Linked DNA regions of Mus musculus: region 2 is linked to region 1. A link is a contact called in public HiChIP or PLAC-seq data. All regions are on one chromosome and are shown on one strand. Each heading gives the region's core, a stretch centred on a gene start, on an enhancer-like site or on the middle of the called end of the contact. The rest is flanking DNA. Distances are from core to core; before and after follow the strand shown.

Evidence for each region. HiChIP or PLAC-seq counts read pairs in DNA pulled down with a chosen protein or histone mark.
Region 2: an H3K4me3 HiChIP or PLAC-seq map of embryonic forebrain shows a contact between it and region 1, with 4 times the contacts expected there. The contact joins two enhancer-like sites. A contact is called at or near these places in 1 of 39 promoter capture datasets (neural stem cells) and 7 of 115 datasets of contacts at active chromatin or transcription factors (astrocytes, craniofacial prominence, embryonic basal ganglia and 4 more).

Annotation. Positions count from the first base shown.
Region 1 is chr8:107,940,698-107,943,805 of GRCm38.p6, forward strand. No RefSeq gene overlaps it. Among named protein-coding and RNA genes, the nearest start is that of Gm39242, 110 kb to the left of the region's middle. Within about 2 kb of position 1,549, at least 20 of the 459 cell types and tissues checked have an H3K27ac peak or open chromatin away from gene starts, as enhancers often do. A contact at or near this core is called in embryonic basal ganglia and embryonic forebrain, where this site is marked.
Region 2 is chr8:108,758,242-108,761,381 of GRCm38.p6, forward strand. The region is part of intron 1 of Zfhx3 (zinc finger homeobox 3); the gene reads left to right. Among named protein-coding and RNA genes, the nearest start is that of Zfhx3, 45 kb to the left of the region's middle. Within about 2 kb of position 1,445, at least 79 of the 459 cell types and tissues checked have an H3K27ac peak or open chromatin away from gene starts, as enhancers often do. A contact at or near this core is called in embryonic basal ganglia and embryonic forebrain, where this site is marked.

The DNA of each region.
Region 1 (3,108 bases), core at 299-2,798:
GCCTTAAAATTACCTTCTTTCCTCTTCAAATTCTGGATGGGAACATTAAAAAAAAGTCTCTTTTCCTGGTTTCTGTGAGACGCAGAGACATTAATTCCTTTCTCATGTGTGTCTACCAAGAGCTCTGTTTCAGATAAAGAAACAATTCGTATTTAACATTTTTGTCACCTACGCCCAACTACTCACTCCCAAATTCTTTATTACTATAAAAGATAACATCTTTTTAATGTACATACACAAAAATACATACATATACATACATACACATGCATTCATGCATGCACATATATATACACATACATACTTCCTTCTTGTTCCCTTCCTCTTCCTTCCATCCTGTCAGTTGTAGATATATAAAGCTAATCTCCTGTATGTGACATGTGTGGTCATTTATATAATGACTTGCCTTTGGGTCCTTGTGTCTGACCTCTCTCTCTCTCTCTCTTTATATATATATATATACACACACACATACATATATGTGTGTGTATATGTATATGCATATATACACACACACACATATATCCCTATATTGACATTACTCTAGAATTATCCCATTTTTATAATGCTCACATTAGTTGGTGAATGTACATTTGCACAGGACTTACACATTCACCAAGGTAGTATTTGCCCCCTGCTTCCCTGCTCCAGCTTAACACTGTCTATGGCGTTTAAGTTTTTGACTGATGCAGCAAACCAGTTTTCAAACACCCCCTCCCACCACCACCCCCAAGCCAGTTTTCAGAATCACAATCCTGTTAAAGGTTCCTCGGACAGCTGATGTCTCCCTGCCCCCCGCCCCCCCCACCCCGGTTGAAATGAACTGGTTGAGAGATAGGACTCAACTCCCCCACCATTCAAATGTTTTGAAAATTTTTTATTCCTTTCACTTGAATAGAGCAGTACTTAATTTCCTGGAATCAGCTTCCGTTCCTCAGTGCTGTGTGTCGCTGTCCTCCAAGGCAGGTTCTTTGGAGGGACGGTAGCATCTCACCAGAGCTAATAAAGTCAATTAGGGTAATGCTATACAGTGGGCCACTAGAAAATCAGATGCGTCTGCCTTGGTCCTCTGTTTTCAGATCATACCAATCTTGCTCTTCATAAAGAATATATAGAGAAAGGGCTTTTATTATTAGTGCGTAGATATATATTAAATTGCAATCTCTCTCTCCCCCCTCTCCTTTCCCCCTCTCTCCTCAACCCCCCCCCACTTCTCTCATTTCTTTTTAGTTATTGAGAGAGAGAGAGAGAGAGAGAGAGAGAGAGAGAGAGAGAGAGAGAGAGAGAGAACTTGGGAAAAAAATCTGCGGACATGTTCACACGTTTTCATTACCAGAAATGTACCGCTGAAAACTGATCAAAGCTGGGAAAATCACGGCGGCGGCTGAAGCCCCCATCTCCAGCCTGTCTGTTATTATTACCCAGGTATTACCACAAATGTGATTCAGCAAATAAAGCCCCTGGCTGCCTGGCTCCCTCTGCAATCAGCAAGCCAAGTGGATCTGCCATGGGGTTTCCTGAAGGGACTCCTAATTGTCTTGCATGTGTTTGTCTCCCAATCTGAATATTCCTGGCATCCGGGAGACTAGTGGGAAATGTACAGATGTCTCCAAGTACACATGGAGTCCCTATATGTTTTTGCCTTTGTCAGTCACCGTATGCGAGAGAGATGTTTTAAAGCACAGAGCCCAGGTTCTCCTTTGTAAGGCATTAAGCTATGACCCTCCTCCTCTCTTCCCGCCCCCCAGTAGCCCTGGACTTCAAGATGCCTCCTTGACTGGAGCCTAACATGGAGTTGTCTTTTTTATTTTTTATTTTTTTAAACCCAGTCACAACACAGAGAGAGGAGGAGGAGGAGGAAGAGAGAGAGAGAGAGAGAGAGAGAGAGAGAGAGAGAGAGAGAGAGAGAGAGAGAGAGAGAGAGCCTGAAGGATGGGTCTCAAAAATTGTAAAGGAGCCACAGGGAACCCCCTTTGCGAGCTACAGAAAGCAGGCTAGCTGAGGTAAGGTAGATGTGAAAGTCTTTCTTTTCTTTTTTCTTTTCTTCCCTCTCTCTGTCTCTTGCTGGTGTGTCTCCCTCTCTGCCTTCTCCCTCCCTCTTCCTAAGCGCCCCCCCTCCCCTTTCCCTATGTATTCGTGTGTTCTTCTCTCAGTAGCTTGTCTCTCTTTGGATCTGGGAGGGTGGCTGGGGTGGGGGGAGCCACCTAACTTCTTCCCCGCTTAAGCAGTCTGAGAATGGAACTCATGTGAATATGTAAATAGGACTCCTGGCCGCGTTGCCGACACGTGTATGTGTTGTATCTTCCCCCCCACCTCCCTGTCTCAGCGTCTGATCTTCAACAGATTGCTGTTGTTTCCTCTGATCGCGAGCACAGCGTGCTGGAAAGAGAGATGGGGTGGGGGGGGGGGGAGGTGGAGATTGGAGGGAGTGTGTTGTGGGGCTGGGAGGGAGGAAATCATGACAAGATTGCTGTGACTTTTTTATATTAATGTGTGGCTTTTTTCCCTAGCTCATTTGCATGTCAAAGTGGCGGAGGTATGAGGGCACAGATTAGTATGGAGATGACATAATGATGTAATGAATTAAATGTGATCACTTCTCCCAAGCTGGGGGTGAGGTGGGGGTGGTGGTGGGGAGGACAGCGAGGTGGGGAGGGGGAAGCTAGTGTCAGACAGCCAGGGTGAGCCAGCAAGAGGGGAGAACTGCTTCTGATCTGCACCGTGGTTGATTGATGTCACCGGCTCGCGGAATGCATCTTTTTATTGTGATGATGATGATGGTGATGGTGCTGATTGAGATGATTACACTTATCGTTAGTGTGAAATTTGAATTTTAAGTGGTCAGTGCCAGATCTGCACCCCCAGCCCCCCCCCCCCCCCCGCCCAGTGCACATGATTATTTGGTCCATCAGTGCAAACCCTTCACTGTCAAAATCTAACACCACTCTAGCCTCCGCTTTTATTTAAAAAAAAAAAAAAAAAAAAGAGGACGGTGCAACCTCCAGGAAAGAGAAGATGACTAATTTGTGATATCACACAGAAGGCTGGATTACAAGGCCTTTTCATGGGGCTTCAGTTCTGGTTTTGAGTAAGCAGAAAAGAAAAAAA
Region 2 (3,140 bases), core at 195-2,694, 820 kb after region 1:
CAAGTGAGATAGTGCCTTGAATTCTTCAGTGATCTTAAGAATGCTATGATATGGTGCTTAGCATATAGGAGGCCCTAGATCCCTAGCACTAAAACAACCAACCAACCAACCAACCAACCAACCAAAAAAAAACCCAAAATCAGAAATGGTTGGGGTGATAGGGAAGCTTCACATGGAGTCTGTCTGTGAAGGTCAAGGGCTTCCTGTGGGGCCCTGGGCTCAGTTACCAGCAGTACAAAGAACAAAACCGTAAGACAGGACCCACCATGCCGCCCCAGGGTCTTTCTAGAAAGCAACGCTGAGTTTCTGTTGGTGATTTTCCATCTCAAAGGGGGCTTAGATGGGTCTCTCTCTGAGCAAGAACTGTGGTTCTCTTTTAAGAATACCAGCCTCTCTCCTCCCTGCATAGAAGGTGACTTCTTTTTTTTGGTGGTGGTGAAAGTCCTGCCTCATTCTTAGCCTTTCTGGTGGAAGGGTTGAAGATTCGCAGACTGGCCTTCAGTAACAATAGCTTTGGGACCAAGAGGAACGAAAGGGATCTTTGTAGTGATCCTGTGTCCACAGTACTGGTCAGACTAGTTCATACCTGGTTGATTGTTATCAGTAAAGTAAACTTAACTCTATGGCCAGAAACAAGCCTGTAGCATCTAGCAGCTTCGATTCACCAGGTGAAGCCGCTGTGGCCACAGCAGTCTGCACATTTCAAGGGTTGCAGGTGGGAAAGCCGGGGTGTTTGTGCAGGGAAAGAGGTCCTTAAACCCCCCACCCCCAAGTCTGGCCCCTTCCCTGTAGACTTACAGTGGGGTTACGAGTCTCATTTTGTTACGAGATTTGCCTTGTCTTGTGGAAAGTCGAGGGCTCATTGGTAGCTTATTGGTATTCGGTGAATGTCTGGGTAGCCACGGGGTGGTGAAGTCCAGCCCCTTCATCAAGGGTTTGCTTGGTGTGCTGGTCACACGGGTTTATAGAAGATGAAAGGCCACCGTCTCTGCCTGTAGGAAAATGATATCCAGTAGGACCAGCCATTATCCGGGCAAATAATTACCTGCATTTAAGCGCTCAGACGAAACGGAGAATCAACATTCTTAGTAGGGAGGAAAGCCACAGCAGGATGGGACTTCTTGAGCAGGTTGTGAAATCCCAGGGCCTGAGGGCCCTGGGTGGCTCAAACTATACCTGCATGATTTTGCCTTTCAGTTGCTCTGTTCTCATCTGACCCTCTCACAATCACAGCCGTCCCTTGGCCAGATCCAAGCCTTCCCCGGGTCACGCTGCTGTTGCCGAGGCTCCTCGGAGCTCTGCGATCTGCCTGAGGTCCTACAGTCGGAGCACCAGGCCTCCCCTCGTGGGGTTCATGGGCCGACTCCTTTTGCGCTTGCTGCCTGGCACACCACATCCCTGGCTCAGGATCTCTTCCGAGGCTGGGATTGCTTGAAGACTGGCAGCCTTTGTGTGTTTCATAGGAGAGGAATTTGGGGGCTGGCCTTGGGAAGAGGCCTATGACAGCTGTAACTGTGGATGTGATCGGAGGGACAAAGAAGTTGTCCATCAGACAGGTTTGTGCCAGCAGTTTAATTTCCTTTATTTCAGGACTGGAAGTTATTTAAATTACTTTATAGACTTCCTGCTTCCTTACAAGAGCTCATTAAGTAAGTGCAGGCTGAACTGCTTCATTGCCATAATGGAGTGCCTGGACTTGCAGTTCTCATTCTGCCCTCTAGGGGGTCAGGAGCCGAGAGGAGCAGAAGGAAAACATGGACAGCCCAATTAGATAACTTTTTTTGAAGTTCACATTCATTCATTCATTCATTCATTCTGTGGGCATGTGTGTGGGTGCACGTGTTGTATGCCCAGTGTATGGAGGTCAGAGGACAGCTGTGAGAGTCCATTCTCTCCTTCTGCCCTATGGGTCCTTGGTCTCAGGTGGTCAGGCCCGGCAAGCGGGCACCTGTAGGCACTGAGCTGCCTCACTGGCTGTGGCGACTCTTAATAGGTGCCCCATGATGGATTGACATAGGGGATCTAACTCAAGTGTAAACAACTACCCAGTATTCTGAAGTCTGTTGTCTGTTTCCTGCATCTTGTTAACTTCACTATAATTCATGTTCTGGAGAAGTGGCAGGATGCTCATCTGGCTTTACAGTTTGGGACCCTAACTACTGTTTCTGTGATTGGAGCAAAAGCTAAGTGGAGTTTTATAATCAGGAACATGGACCGAGAAGGTCATAGAGTCTCTGGGTGATTTTGCACATTGTGTTGGTGTGACGTTTGAATCATTTAACCCTCTGATTTACTTGATAGGAAAGTTTTCAAATGAATTCCAGAATCGTATTACAGCTCTTAAGTCCAGGTCTCGAAAAGCCTCGTTGCCTAAATGCTTTACCTTCAGACATTCCAAGAAAATCGTATTTGGACGACCAAGAAATATTCCTTGTACATCTTTAATTGTCCCATCTGTCCAGGGGAAGGGGAAAACCGGCCCTAGAGGGCAGAACCGAACAGGTTGCAGAATGCTGGCTAGGAACAGTAGCCACAACAAACAACTGTTTTGAGGACAGAGATGGTACCAGTGTCAAGCTGTGGCTGGCTCCCTGCAGATGTGCAAGCCAGCTGTTTACCCACCTCCCTCCCGGGAAAAGCTGGAAAAGGTTGAAGTCGGACAGGCGCCACATCCAAGAGGACCTTCCTGGACCCAGTGACTTTTGACCTATTACTGTTCAAAGTCACCCGGTACGAGCCACCACTATTCAGTGTGTGCTAAGTTTTTTTGCTGACCCGGAAGGTCCTGAGCACTCCCCGGAATTACCGTCCTCTAGGGTCAGGGTGGGGGAGAGTCACTCTTCTCTTTCGGGCAGACAAGAATATTTCTAAAGCTGGAGTATATCACAGCGACTTAAATATAACCCGAGTCAGACCTGCGCGTCTACACGAAGGCCCAGTTTTAAATATTCATTTACAACATTAAGCGCTGTAATTTCTTCATAAAGAATTCTAAAATAATAAAGATGACCTGGTAGGCAGAATTCCCTTGTATTTTTCTAAAAGCTTTTCATAAGGTCCCTCATAAAAGATTAAGAGACAAGAAAAAAAAAAAAAAGAAAAACCACAGTGTGGCACAGAGTCCTGTTGTGGATTAAAAA